Regions from separate parts of the Mus musculus genome. Here region 1 is linked to region 2. A link is a contact called in public Hi-C data. All regions are on one chromosome and are shown on one strand. The core of a region is the stretch at or near the end of the contact, and the rest is flanking DNA. Distances in the headings are between cores, read along the strand shown.

Region 1 (6,414 bases), core at 2,382-4,881, 100 kb before region 2:
TTGCTGAGAGAGAAGCCCAAGGCTTCATATTGTCTAAAAGAGTACAATATTTGATAGGGAGAAAATTCTAAGTTCTATGTGCAGTGCTTACAGGGGCCAGGCAGAATGTTGGTGGCTTTGGTGTCCTCAAATGCATTCATGCCAGCTAAATTGAATAGCTGTCTCTTGCTCCAGGACACGATGTGGGGAAACAGAAGCCCAGTGTCTGCAGCTTTGATTTTTTTTTTAATGCTGGAAATATGGCTATTTATAAGAACTCTGCCAAACTTTAAATGCTTTCAATAATTTGAATAAGCAAACATTATATGAGACAAATGATGGTTCTTCAGTTCTCCCACCCCTCAGGCTATTAGGCTTAAAAGAAAATGGTAATTTTAAAATAATTAAACTCCTAAATAAAAGTAATTAGATGTTCTCTATAGGTTTCTAATAAACCAAGAACACCAAGACCACTTAAGAAGAATGGTCCCGGGGGGCTCTGGTCTGACTGGATTTTGGCTCTTGAGAATAGGCAAATGTGACAGCTTTTCAGAAAATGATGAAGACAGCAAATCCTGACACCCCTATCCCCACCTCTAATATCAGGACTCAACAGGCTGAGCCTTTGCCATAGCAGTATAGAAGAGGGTTCTGGAAGGAGGACATGTCAAGACTCCTAATTGGATAGTTACATAAAACCTTCCCCTTTCAAGCCCATAACACTAGTGAGAAACATCATCATGCCACATTTTACCAAGTGCCAGAATTAAATCCGTGTAAAAAAGCCCAGAACGCACACAGCTGTATACCAACTCCACATACTTGGCATTAAACAACAACAACAACAAGTTTAATATCCACATAAGAATGTTTGTTGCTGTTTGAAGGAACTCTGCAATATAATGTTTGAAGGCAAAAAAAAAAAAAAAATCCAAATCTAACTGTACTGTAAGTGCAGAGTTTAAAGTACTGGTCTTCTAGAGTAGGTTGCAAACCCCAGTGAAACCTTGCCCTTAGCTCTTGGCAGCTGATACCATGGCAGGTTTGCAGGGCATGTCTGTAGCTAATGCTGAGTTCTGTGGAGGAGTGGAAGTGGGTGAGGAGCCAGGAGGAGAGGCACCCTCAGGGTAGCTGCACAGAGGCTAGTGGGCAGGAGGGCAGGAGCTGGGAACCAAAGGAGCCAGCTACTGAAAAGGTAATCAAAATTGACAACCGAATTTTCCCGGAGGACACAAGCTGACATTTCCATGGCCAAATATGCATTTTTCCCCTTCTGTGCCCTAGATAGAGTTTTATTCATAATACATTTAAAAACAGCATCTTGCACACAAGGCATCACATGTCGGACAAATGTAGGTTTGGGCTGTGGTCAACAGTGCCAGAGGGATAGCGACACACTGCAGCAATGACACTTTGAGAATCCCATCACATTTCAAGTCAAGGAAATGTGCATTGCAAATGAGGGCTCTGTGCATGTGTGTGTGCACGCATGCTTATATGATGCATTCAATGCATTTTGATTTTTTTCCCATAATTAGTAAAGAGCAACCCTGGTCCTCACGCACTCCTGAAATAATCAGAGAACACCAGGTACCTGTGATCATGCTGGATACGATCAGCGGCAAAATGACCAGCTTCAGCATCCTCATCAGAATTTCCCCAGGAAAAGCAAAGTAGAATTTATCCAGATTTGAGAGCTCACTGTGTCCTCGAACCACGACTCCTAAGACAATTCCTAAGAAAAACGGGGAAGAAAGGGGAAACGTTTTCAGTTCTCTAGCACATAATTTAATGCACAAGTACTGCAGGATGCAAATTTCAAAGGCAAGGAAAAGCTGCTTAGACCATCCCTCTCAAACCTAGACGTTTAGACGTACAGAATCCAAAAGGTAATGAATAGGAAGCATACATTAAAAAGTATAAGAAATAATATTCTTCACATGGAGGATTTTGTTTTCATTTCTTCCTCAGTTCGCTCTAGTATAACAACACATCATCAAAGACTACCATGGAAAAGAAAAGATTCATCATTATCAAACCTCTTGCCCTTCTTGCCTCTGTTTCCCCCCACCCCCACCCCCCTTTCCTTCTATACTGCTGAACAGTAAATCCAGGGGTTGCGCATACTCAGTGAGTGCAGGTGTCGCGCATGCTCAGTAAGTGCACTAACAGCCACATCCGCAGTCCCCACACTCATTATCTTTTGTATGCTCCTGTAACACTTTTCACAAGTCATCTTATACTTTACCCACAGGAGAGACTCTAAATGTATTTTATAGTTCATGTTATATTTGCATTTTTCTCAAACATGCTTTTTATAAAATAAATTTTGGGGGCTAGTTCAGTGGTTAAGAACATTTGCTGCTCTTGCAGAGGACCCAGGTTCTCTTCTCAGCACCCATGAGGAGTGCCTCTCAACTACCTGTAACTCCAATTTTGAGGGATATAACTTCATCTCATTTCTTCAGACACTGCATTCACGCGCGGGTGCGCGCGCGCGCGCACACACACACACACACACACACACACTAAAGTAAATAAACAACTCTTTTAAAAGATAAATTTTAATAAGGTCATCTCTATTTGTGCAGTTTTTATAATTTTAATGGGAAGAAATAGCTTTTACTTTGTTTTTAGACAAGGTCTATCTGTATATCCCAGCTAGCTTCAACCCTGCCATCTTCCCGCCTTGCTGCTGAGACTATAGATGTGTATCCTCACATCTAACAAATTCACTTTTACTCTGACAGGTGCCATGTTTTGGAGCACTGACGTTGGCTAATGCTTTTGATTATTCTAGTTATTTCTAAGAAACGACACGCTTAAATCTATCAACTCAAGAGTATATTTTAAAAGAATTATATTTTTATTTTTAATTATGTGTGCGTATCTGCTCTGTGCATGGGGAGGGGGACAGGGCGGGTGGCTGACGGGAGGGTTGCACACACAGTGAAGTATCTGTAGAGGCCAGAAGAGAGCAGCAGATCTACTCGGGTCCTCTGGAAAAGCAATAAATGCACTTAACTTCTGGGCCATCTCCCTAGCCTTAAGAGTTCATTTATGAAGCTTCTGACCCCGATTTCCTTATATTCTGAGCTGTGTAACTATGTAAACACAAGGACATGGGCATTATTAAGAAATCAGATTCCCCCAGGTTAAATGTAGACAGCATCTCATGAAATTGCTCTACGTTGGGTGCCAAACATAAGCCCAGGTAGTGGCCTGAGTTTCCAGCCGAACTTCTCTAAGTCAGGGTTCCTATGCGCCTCTCTTTGGGTTCAATTAGTTCACTAAAACAGATTGCAAAACTGAAGCAAACATTAAGGGTATTCCAGAGCACCGGGATGAATGGCCAGGGACTTGATACACAGTCCCATGAATGGGAGAAGGGTACAGAACTTCCTTGCCCTGTGGCATACTACTTTCCCAAAACACAATTCGTTCACTTCTCTGGAAGTGTTGGAACCTAAGTCTTTTGTTTTTAAGCTTCATTATACAGACATGATTGACTACGTTATTGACTATTGGTTGATCAACCCGTTCCCCTCCCTAGGAATGAATGCCTTGAATTACAAGATTGGTTGGTTCCCCTGGCAACTAAATGCATCATCTGGCTAGGAGGGCCTCTCATTAATCTCATTAATCCAAGGATTTTATGTGTGTCCAGCAGCCCTGGATCCCCTCCCTTGTGTGCTAAAGTTTCCGTGACCTACATGAATCTCAGTCTCAAAATATTGCTTGGAAAACTCCAGAAATAAATCATAGGTTAGTTATAAATAACTGAAATGAAGAAAAGAAACAAGCAATGTCATAGATTCTTTGAAATCTTGCCTAAAGCTGTCTATGTGAAAATCATCCACTCTATGGAGGTCTAATTTAACAACGACGTTGATTGCTAAGACTCATAAAATATTAAGATTTTCATATTATCTTGTCCCAAATACTTCAAATAACATCTAACTGCTCTTCTTTCTCTTCCCTCAACACACACGTACCTAGTTTAAAATCAAGTGACAAATGAGCGGGGTGACTCTCATTTCTTTCATCCTGTGTCAGCTTGACGAGTGACATGTCAGTTGGAGGGGAAAAAGACTAAATCACAGGAGATTCAAGGAGGATATCACTGAATGTGTAAATTCAGGAACTCAAATGGCCCCGTTAGTCACCATAGGGCAATGAAAAGGGAATTCTAAGGAACAAGCTGCATTCAGATGCAATCGTCCAGTCTTCACCCACATGGATGAATCCCATAAGATGTGTTTTGAAGATTTATAACCTTAGCTAAACTCTATTCTTCTGCATACGCTGCCTTGGTACATATTAGTATGCACATATTTTCCAAATTCTAGCTAAAGTTGCTGGCAGCTAATGGCTGGGCAGGGAGACAGAGGCCAGACTTAGGGTTCACAGACAAGGGGACCGAGGAAGGAACAAGCCGAAAAAGGAAAAGACCCAGGCTTGAGAGGCTACCGAAGACAGAATGCCAATCATGTAAGAGCTACGGAAGAGTAACCCCAAGGCCCCATTGGGTCTGGGTAACAAAGATAAAATAGAGATTTTAGTAAGTAGTTACTCAGGAGTATTGGAGAGGAGGTGTTAACAATGTAGAGGTTTGGGAGTGGCCCAGTCATTAAGCTGATTAGGACATATTAAATACAAGGCTCTGTGTGTGTGTGTGTGTGTGTGTGTGTGTGTGTGTGTCTTCCATTTAAGAACTCAAAACATCGAGGCAGGTAGCAAGGAACATGCACTTCAACCTGAATATTTGGGAGGTCTTAAATCATTTAATGCTACATAAAACAGAAGAGAACTGTATTCTCAGTCCAATGTAATTCATATGTTCATGAATAGTTAAGATATCAATTATTAAAAATATTTTAAATAAATTTAAAAGGCATGGCATCCTCATTTCTGGCTTTGTATGAATTGCCTGTGTTCACTTGTTTTGTAGAAACCATCAATCAAGTTGCTTTGGGTAAATTTTGGGCTTTTAATGGAAAAGGAATCTTGGTATATAAAAACAATCCTTCCCAAACAACTGCAAGGCAACCCCTAAGCGGCTCCAGAGGTAGATTGGAAAGAAAACTGATAGAAGTTGAACAAGCTCAAATTCTAGCTCCACCACCTGTGAACTTTAACTTCTTGAATTTAGTGGCTTCCTTAGACTGGAGCAACAGTTAGATTAGCTGACTGCAAAGAGCCCTTCTACTACCCAGGAGGACGGGGTCTCACCTGAGCCTGATTTCCTTGCTTTAAAGTAAGATCATAGAATTCCAGCTCTAAGAAACCTTCCCATGCTGTCTCCAGCTCTTATGCTAACACACACACACACACACACACACACACACACACACACACACACAGAGCCCACAAAGAATAAACACAGGGAGAAAGACCTCAGCTAAGGATTCTTAAATGTGAAGACTCAAGTTTGAAGGAGAAGATAGGCTTCATGGTCCATTATCTGGACTAATGATAGATCAGAAAATAAGAGGGGTGGTGGTGGTGGTAAGGGTTTGCAGCAGCAACAGCTCAGCCTATTGTTCTTCCTCTTCCAATGACAGGGGCTTCTACTTTCCACAGTTACAAAACTAACCTGGGATAGAAGCTGAATAGAAGCTGCATTGCACTGGGCTCGGACTTAGAAACAAAACAGCATTCCATTGGAGGGATTTGTCGGTAAGAGACCCTAAACACAGGCATGCACATACCTATAATAGTTCACTACCTTTTTAATAATAGTTCACTAGTACATAAACTAATTTGAGCTAGAAATAAACATTACTGACAAAGGAAAATGATTACCCCCAGAATACTTACTGAGCCATGTCATCACACTGAGCATTGATATAATGTGTATGTTCGTCCTCCCAGGGCTCTTCTGAGAGGAACATTAGTGACAAGCATAGAAGGAGCTTTCATTATTGCAAGCTAACGAACACACAATCTATGCAATAACACAAAGCACACAAGGCCAGTTTTCTGCCTTGCCTTACATCACAGTGTGTCTGCGCCTTTTCCTTATCTTTTCTTGCTCCTCAAGATCTGAGTGGTCACATGATTGCAAGCTCCTCACAGGAATTCCGGCTTAGAAACCAGATGTATGGGTTTATAAAGCTTTTATTTTGTTTTCAAGTCCTTAAGAACAAAACTATTGTGCCATCAATATTAATAAAGGCACACTGGAAACAACGCAAGTCCAAAAATTCACACACAAATTTCCCAACTCAAATATACAAAAGGCAAGATTGTTCTCCCTTTCCTATCCACCACTGTGGCTACCCACACACTCTTGTCTGTCACTACATCGAACACCTCAATTAAATTCTTTCTGACATGTCATCTCCTGTCATTTTTTTTATGGCTCTATCATTAAAGGATATTTTCGGGCTATGATCAGGTGTGTATGGATATTTGTGTGTAGGGTGCATGTGT
Region 2 (6,299 bases), core at 1,407-3,906:
ACTTGGTTACTTTTCTATTGCTGCAACCAAACACCACGACCAAGACAACTTATTAAAAAAAAAATGCCATGTGGAGAAAGCATCGGAACTTCAATCAACCAGAGACTCCTTGCTTGCTCATCTTGGTGAGAAAAAAAAAAAAAAAAAAAAAAAAAAAAAGAAATAGAATTGACTTTGACTTACAGTTTCAGAGGTTTTGAGTCCATGAAGTCAGAGTAAAGATGCAGCTGACATCTTACATCTTGATCCACAACCGTGAGCTAGAGGACAAGGGAGAGGGAGAAGGGAAGGGAGAGGGGGAAGGGGAGAGAGAAAAATGGAGAATGACACAAGTCTTTTGAGACTTTAAAGCCCACAGCCTCTCCAATAAGGCCACACCTCCTAGTCCTTCCCAAACGTTTCTACCCATTGGGGACCAGGTATAAAACCATGATTCTGTGGAAGCCAGTCTTAGTCAAACTACCACAGCCTTCTCCAGCAGTCATGGCTATTGTTTTAATAATCTTCCCTGATGCAGCAGTTCTCAACCTGTAGGTCACAAACAACCTTTTCTCAGGGGTGACCTACCATTACATTTCATACAGTAGCAAAATTACTGTAATGAAGTAGCAGCAAAAATAATTTTATGATTGGGGATCACGACAGCATGAGGAAGCGATTTAATGGGTCGCAGCTTTAGGAAGGTTGAGAACCACTGCCCTGATGGAGCTCATGAAAGCCCAGCCTCCTCCAGTGGTCATATCTTCCTTAGCACCATGTGGGGAATAGAAGGAACGAGCTTAATGCCCTGTAAGTGCAACGATGATTAGCAGACCAGAACTCCTCCAGCCATCCTGCGAACGTAAGGAGGGCCTACTGAGGTAGATGGATTTTCAGGGATGTAAATGCAGGGGAGGCATAACCTAGGTGTGATGGGGGGACCCAGGTTCTCCCTGGGACAACAGAAAAAGAAAGACCTTTGTTTTGAGCAAGGAGGGAGTCTACTTCTATTACTGGAGATTTGTTTGCTAGCCAATACCTCAATTTGTTGCAGTTTATACTCTAGACACAGAATGATCCTGCAGTTAACACAAAGAAGGGGGGATTATCCAGGAAACCAGCCTTGCTGGACACAGGGGCTCAGACGGAGATTAAGTCGGCTGTTACCAGAGAAGAGCTACAGGGGCCTTTAAAGGTCTCTTTCAAGCTCGTAAATCTAGATTCTATTTCCTTCCAACCGTTTCTGTGGATTTTTAGTGCAACCAGAGGATTGGAATTCACAAAGGGTAAAATATTATTTCCAGGTCTGAGCTTGTACAGGAACAATTCTATCGGAGGACATAGCATCCTAAGCCTGTGAATAACTAGAAGTAATAATCCAATAACTTCTGCCAGATGCACAGGTTCTTTGTTACCCAGATGAGTCATAATCGTTCATGACCTGAGACTAGAGAGGTCTTGGGATCTAGGAAGACAGCTATTACTGTTATTTTTATAAAGAAGCGTAGCAAAAAACCAAACAAACAGAAAACGGAAAGCAAACATGAAAAGGGCTCCTAATAATGTATTGCTATACCCATATGTCAGCATATCTCTCAGCCCTAGTCAGAAAAGCTTCCTCTGTAGCAGAGAGGAACTAACTCTGAGACCCATACATGAACAATGGCCACAAACTTTGGCCAACCCAGCCCTAAATAGAATGTCTTTCTCAAACTCTTCCCTTCAAGGCTCAGGGATCCAAGAGCCAGAGATGGTGGATGCCTTCCAGACACAACAGGAGGGCTGATGCACACATGAACTCACACAGACTGTGGCAGCATGCGTTAAGCCTGGCACACATTCAAGACAGACAAAATCCTGACACGGAGAAGGGGAAGTGGACACTAAGTCCCACCTCTAACCAAGAAGCTGTTTGTAATACCCACTGGGAACAGGAAAATCAGTTTCTTCTAATGGAGCAATGATAGATATATCAGCTACACTCCATGACATTCTGAGGAGCTGATGGTCAACACAAAATGGACTCTATGTGTGTGTGTGTGTGTGTGTGTGTGTGTGTGTGTGTTGCTTTTGTTTATTTTGTTTTTGTTTGTTCTGATTTCTTTTTAAAGAAAGAACATGAAGTTGGGTGGCTATGGAGGATCTTGGAGGAGTTAGGGGAAGGGGAAAGGATATGATAAAAATATATTACACAAAAAGATTTAAGCCAACAAATAAAAATAAGAACTTCATAGTAAACTTAGATATTTGCTTATCCAGGGATAACAATGGTATAGCAGTGGTAGACATAAAAAAGAAAATTCAGCTTTATTCAACTCAAATGTTACTGAAAACTGGCAAGATTGTAAAGGGTGATTTAAGAAGACAAAGAGGTCGAACCCAGCTTCTCTCACTCGTCCATTAAGTGGATCCTTCCCTGGTCACTAGGATACAAACACCAGGAAGCTAGTGCGATGACCTCTGCTCTCTTTTAGTCTTGTTTCTCCAGTGAGGCCTGGCCACCAGAACACACACCACTGCTTGCTCTCAGAGAACCCAAGCTGTGTAGAGTCCCTGGTTTTCTTGGCAAAGTTTGTGCACTTGAGAAAGGGAGGCAAACAGGAAGTGTAAGCATAGAATCAGAGTTCAAGAGAAGTCCAGCGCAGTTGTGGGACACGATTTCCAAGGAGCTGGATATATTAATTAGGTGGTAGTGACACCACCTGGTCATCATGAGCATCTTCCCTCACACGGAACACTGGGAAAGGAATAGACTTGGCTTTTCTGCTTAAGCCATGTTAGATGCAATTGCAATTACATCAGAGGTACAAGGGCCTTGATCTTGAGAGGTTTAATCATCTATGCAACAGAAAAAAAATGCATTAATGCTAACTCCCTTACTTCAGCAGTTTGACTCTGGAGATTAGGAGGTATGGAGTCCTGATACCTCGACTTCTCTGGGCATCCCAACGAACACTCAGATCAACCCAGGCAAGGCTTTGATGGATAATAAACCTGATAAAATACTAAGGAAACCATGGAACAATAGAATTATAGGTCATTTGGAACTCATAGAATAATCTATGAGAAAGAGATCCTTGTAGGTTTGTGTGAAAAGCAAAATTAAAACAGCAACAAGAAGATGTGGTCAAAGTTTCACTTTTCTTGCAAGTCTCTCCCATGGACTCTTTGGCTGTCTCATCCCAATACTAAATCAAAGAACTCAGGGCAGTGAGTGTGGTCACTCAGCCCTGTAATCCTGGGACTTGGAATTTTAGCTTTCTAGTGAGTTTGGAGCCAGCCTTGACTATATAGTAAAGCCCTGTCTCGAAACACACAAAAGATTAAGAAAACAACAATAATACTAAGACAAGAAAAATGAGGGACTATTCTGGGTTGTCTGGAATATTCTAATCACCACTGTGTACAACCTTCAGATTTCCACTACTGGAAGAAATTCCTAAGATAAGCAGTTCACAAGGAGAAAGCACACATTTTTGACATGCAATTTCAGAGGTCCATGGGCACTTAGCCATGTCGCTCTGGGCTTGTGGCAGTTTGGCATAGTACAGCAGGATCATAATACAGTGCAAAAGACTTGTCACCTCATGGTGTCCAGAAAGCAAAGAGTGGAAAAATAGCATCCTTGAAGAGCATGTGCCCCAGGGAACTCTCCTCCTTCCACTACCCCTCACATACTAAACGTCTACAGCTTCCATGGATGCGGCCATTGAGGCTTGAACACATGGGCTTTTTGGAGGGCAGTTATGATCCAAACTAGTAATATACTACTTAACAGTGATACAATTATCCCATTTAATCTCTATTTTAGAACCATTTAACTTCTAGAACAAATGAAATGCTCTCAAACCCGAGTTTTTTGATACCTTGTATAATTATATTTCTCTCACCTTTACCAAATCTATCAGTTAGGGTTTTGTCAGAAGAACAGAAATGACTCTACCATGCTCAGAATTATGGACTTAACGTAGATCTTGGACTTAGGAGGCCTGGAAGGAAAAGCAAATAAGAGAACTAGAGAAGCAAGAGGAGGAGATGGCAATGTGACACTGTGTGGCATTCAGAGATCAGTATCTGTATGATGTAGTGGTCAGCCTCAAGGACCAAGAGACTAAAAGGGAAGAAAACCCATCATTAAAATATACGATTCAGTTCCTAGGCCAGCCAATACTAGGAATGCTGAGCACAGTCACCCTCGCCAGTGTTGGCAACAATGAGGATCCACAGTTAGTGCAGAAGGCTGGATCACTGAAAGGCCATATCTGCTTCCACAAATACCAGCAGCTACAAAAGAGTCTGAGGAATAAACAATGTCTCTTCCTTCTGCTAGCATTTAGCAGAAAGCCAAATCCTACAAGCATTTGGAGATTTGGGGATGTAGCTGTGGATGCCTGACCCTAACAATACAAAACAGACAGAATGTGGTCCTGGAACTGAGGGAAAGAGGGAGGTAACTGTCCTACCAAGTAAAATAAGGCAAGATGTATCTCCTAGAAGGCAAATGAACATGTGCCATTTGGAGGCTCATGCACGGTCCTGAGGGGTATTAATGCTGTAATATGCTCCAGTCCTAGTTGAGCATTTACTGGTTCCGACATGATGGGCAGAGAATGGTGCTGAACTCACACCCATCCATCCAACTCATCCAAACATCCAACCCAATCAATATATATCTATCCATTCAATCCCACTCATCTACCCATTTTCATTTGGTTCAACCCATCAATTCAACCCATGCAGCCAATGCATGAATGCACATATCCATCAACATGTATCATACATTATTTCATCTTTCCAGTCCAATCCATTCATGACACACACATACATGCATTCATACACACATACATACAATCCATCTAACCATCCAATCAGTCCATCCATCCAATCTATCCACCCAACCTATTCCTATTAATTCAGTCCCATCCATTAACTCAACCATCCATCTATCCATTCACCCATCTATCCATCCATTTACACATTTGGTGAGCACTTATTATCTACCAAGCATTGTGCTATGCACTGGAGATTCAAAGAGAATGCCAGTCTTCCACAGGTAACGTTCAAGCCAGGAAGAGACTGAACAACTTCGGTAGCCACAGGAAATATTACAAGTAACAATCACTTGTGTGAGTCAGTTTTCTGTCACTATAACAAAAGCCTGAAGGGTTTGACTAATAAAGAGAAAAGATCGATTTTTGGCTCATAGTTTTTGAGAATTTGACCCATGGTTGAGTGACTCTGTAGTTTCTAGACCCGTGAAGAGGCTGTCTATGACCATGGGAACAACAAACTCCAAGGAGTTTGCCCAATGGCTGGAAAGCAAAGAATATGGCAAGGAATAGACCAGAGTGCCCTTCATAGGCATCCTTTCAGTGGCCTGAAGATTTCTCACTCTACCCAACCTCTTAAAGCTTCTACCACCTCTCAACAGAACTACTGTGGAGGCCAAGCCGTCAACACAAGGGCCTTTGGGTGACATCACAGAGCCAAACAACAGCACCACATTGTTCTTCCTTCCTTCCTTCCTCCCTCCCTCCCTCCCCCTCTCTTTCTTTCTTTCTTTCTTTCTTTCTTTCTTTCTTTCTTTCTTTCTTTTTTTCTTTCTTTCTTTCTTTCTTTCTTTCTTTCTTTCTTTCTTTCTTTCTTTCTTTCTTTCTGCCTGTCAAAGTACTTTGCCATCTTAGAATTCTTGTAGAATATAAAAATCACATGGAATGTATCTTTACTTATTTTTCTGTCGCCAAACCTTCCATGGACATTGTATATAATTCCTATAAAAACAATTCCAAGTTCTGTTGCTTTCTCTTTCACTTGTTCATACTGTTTTTAATGACTAGCTTTCTTCCTTTGACCAATGACTTCCCTGGCTCTCTTCTGTCTTTTCAGCCTTGCACAGTCCTGTCACCTCAGAGACTAGTTATCCTGAGGCCATCTCTCTGCCCTTCCATATTGTTTGTCTAACAGTGCAGGGCTCTCCAGCTCCTAGGCTGGTCTACTTTCCTGTGTCATACTTACCTGCTGCTTCTCCTCATTCAACTTGAGAGACATTTTGAGAGAACAGACGTTGCTGGGAAAATCCATCTCTACTCACCGCACTATGGGAAAAGTTTTGTCTCTCTTCTTCTAGAACTTCATTAAATTCATATTCTTTTTTTTTTCACTACAGTGACTATATGCTTATACGTGGTTGACTGATACTCCTCCAATGTCTTCAGTAGACTTCCTACATCTGATTCTCAGCTTTTAAGTGTGAAGGGCTTTTGGTGGCAGTGGTGGTGGTGGTGGTTGTGGTTTTGTGTGTGTGTCTTTTCAAATTTCTT

Evidence for each region. Hi-C and Micro-C count contacts between places; a contact is called where the count stands out from the background.
Region 1: a contact with region 2 is called in a Hi-C map of rod photoreceptor, with 2.8 times the contacts expected there. A contact is called at or near these places in 14 of 39 promoter capture datasets (the 3T3-L1 cell line, 3T3-L1-derived adipocytes, the HPC-7 cell line and 8 more), 127 of 484 Hi-C or Micro-C datasets (3T3-L1-derived adipocytes, the AML12 cell line, the C2C12 cell line and 45 more) and 22 of 130 datasets of targeted methods (astrocytes, a beta-TC-6 cell line, bone marrow-derived dendritic cells and 10 more).

The regions. Positions count from the first base shown.
Region 1 is chr19:28,874,313-28,880,726 of GRCm38.p6, reverse strand. It overlaps Slc1a1 (solute carrier family 1 (neuronal/epithelial high affinity glutamate transporter, system Xag), member 1), which reads right to left. Exons shown (of 12, transcript NM_009199.3): 2 at 1,574-1,714. Among named protein-coding and RNA genes, the nearest start is that of Gm52404, 31 kb to the right of the region's middle.
Region 2 is chr19:28,773,393-28,779,691 of GRCm38.p6, reverse strand. It overlaps Gm35922 (a long non-coding RNA gene), which reads right to left. Exons shown (of 4, transcript XR_877801.1): 3 at 184-260. Among named protein-coding and RNA genes, the nearest start is that of Gm35922, 17 kb to the right of the region's middle.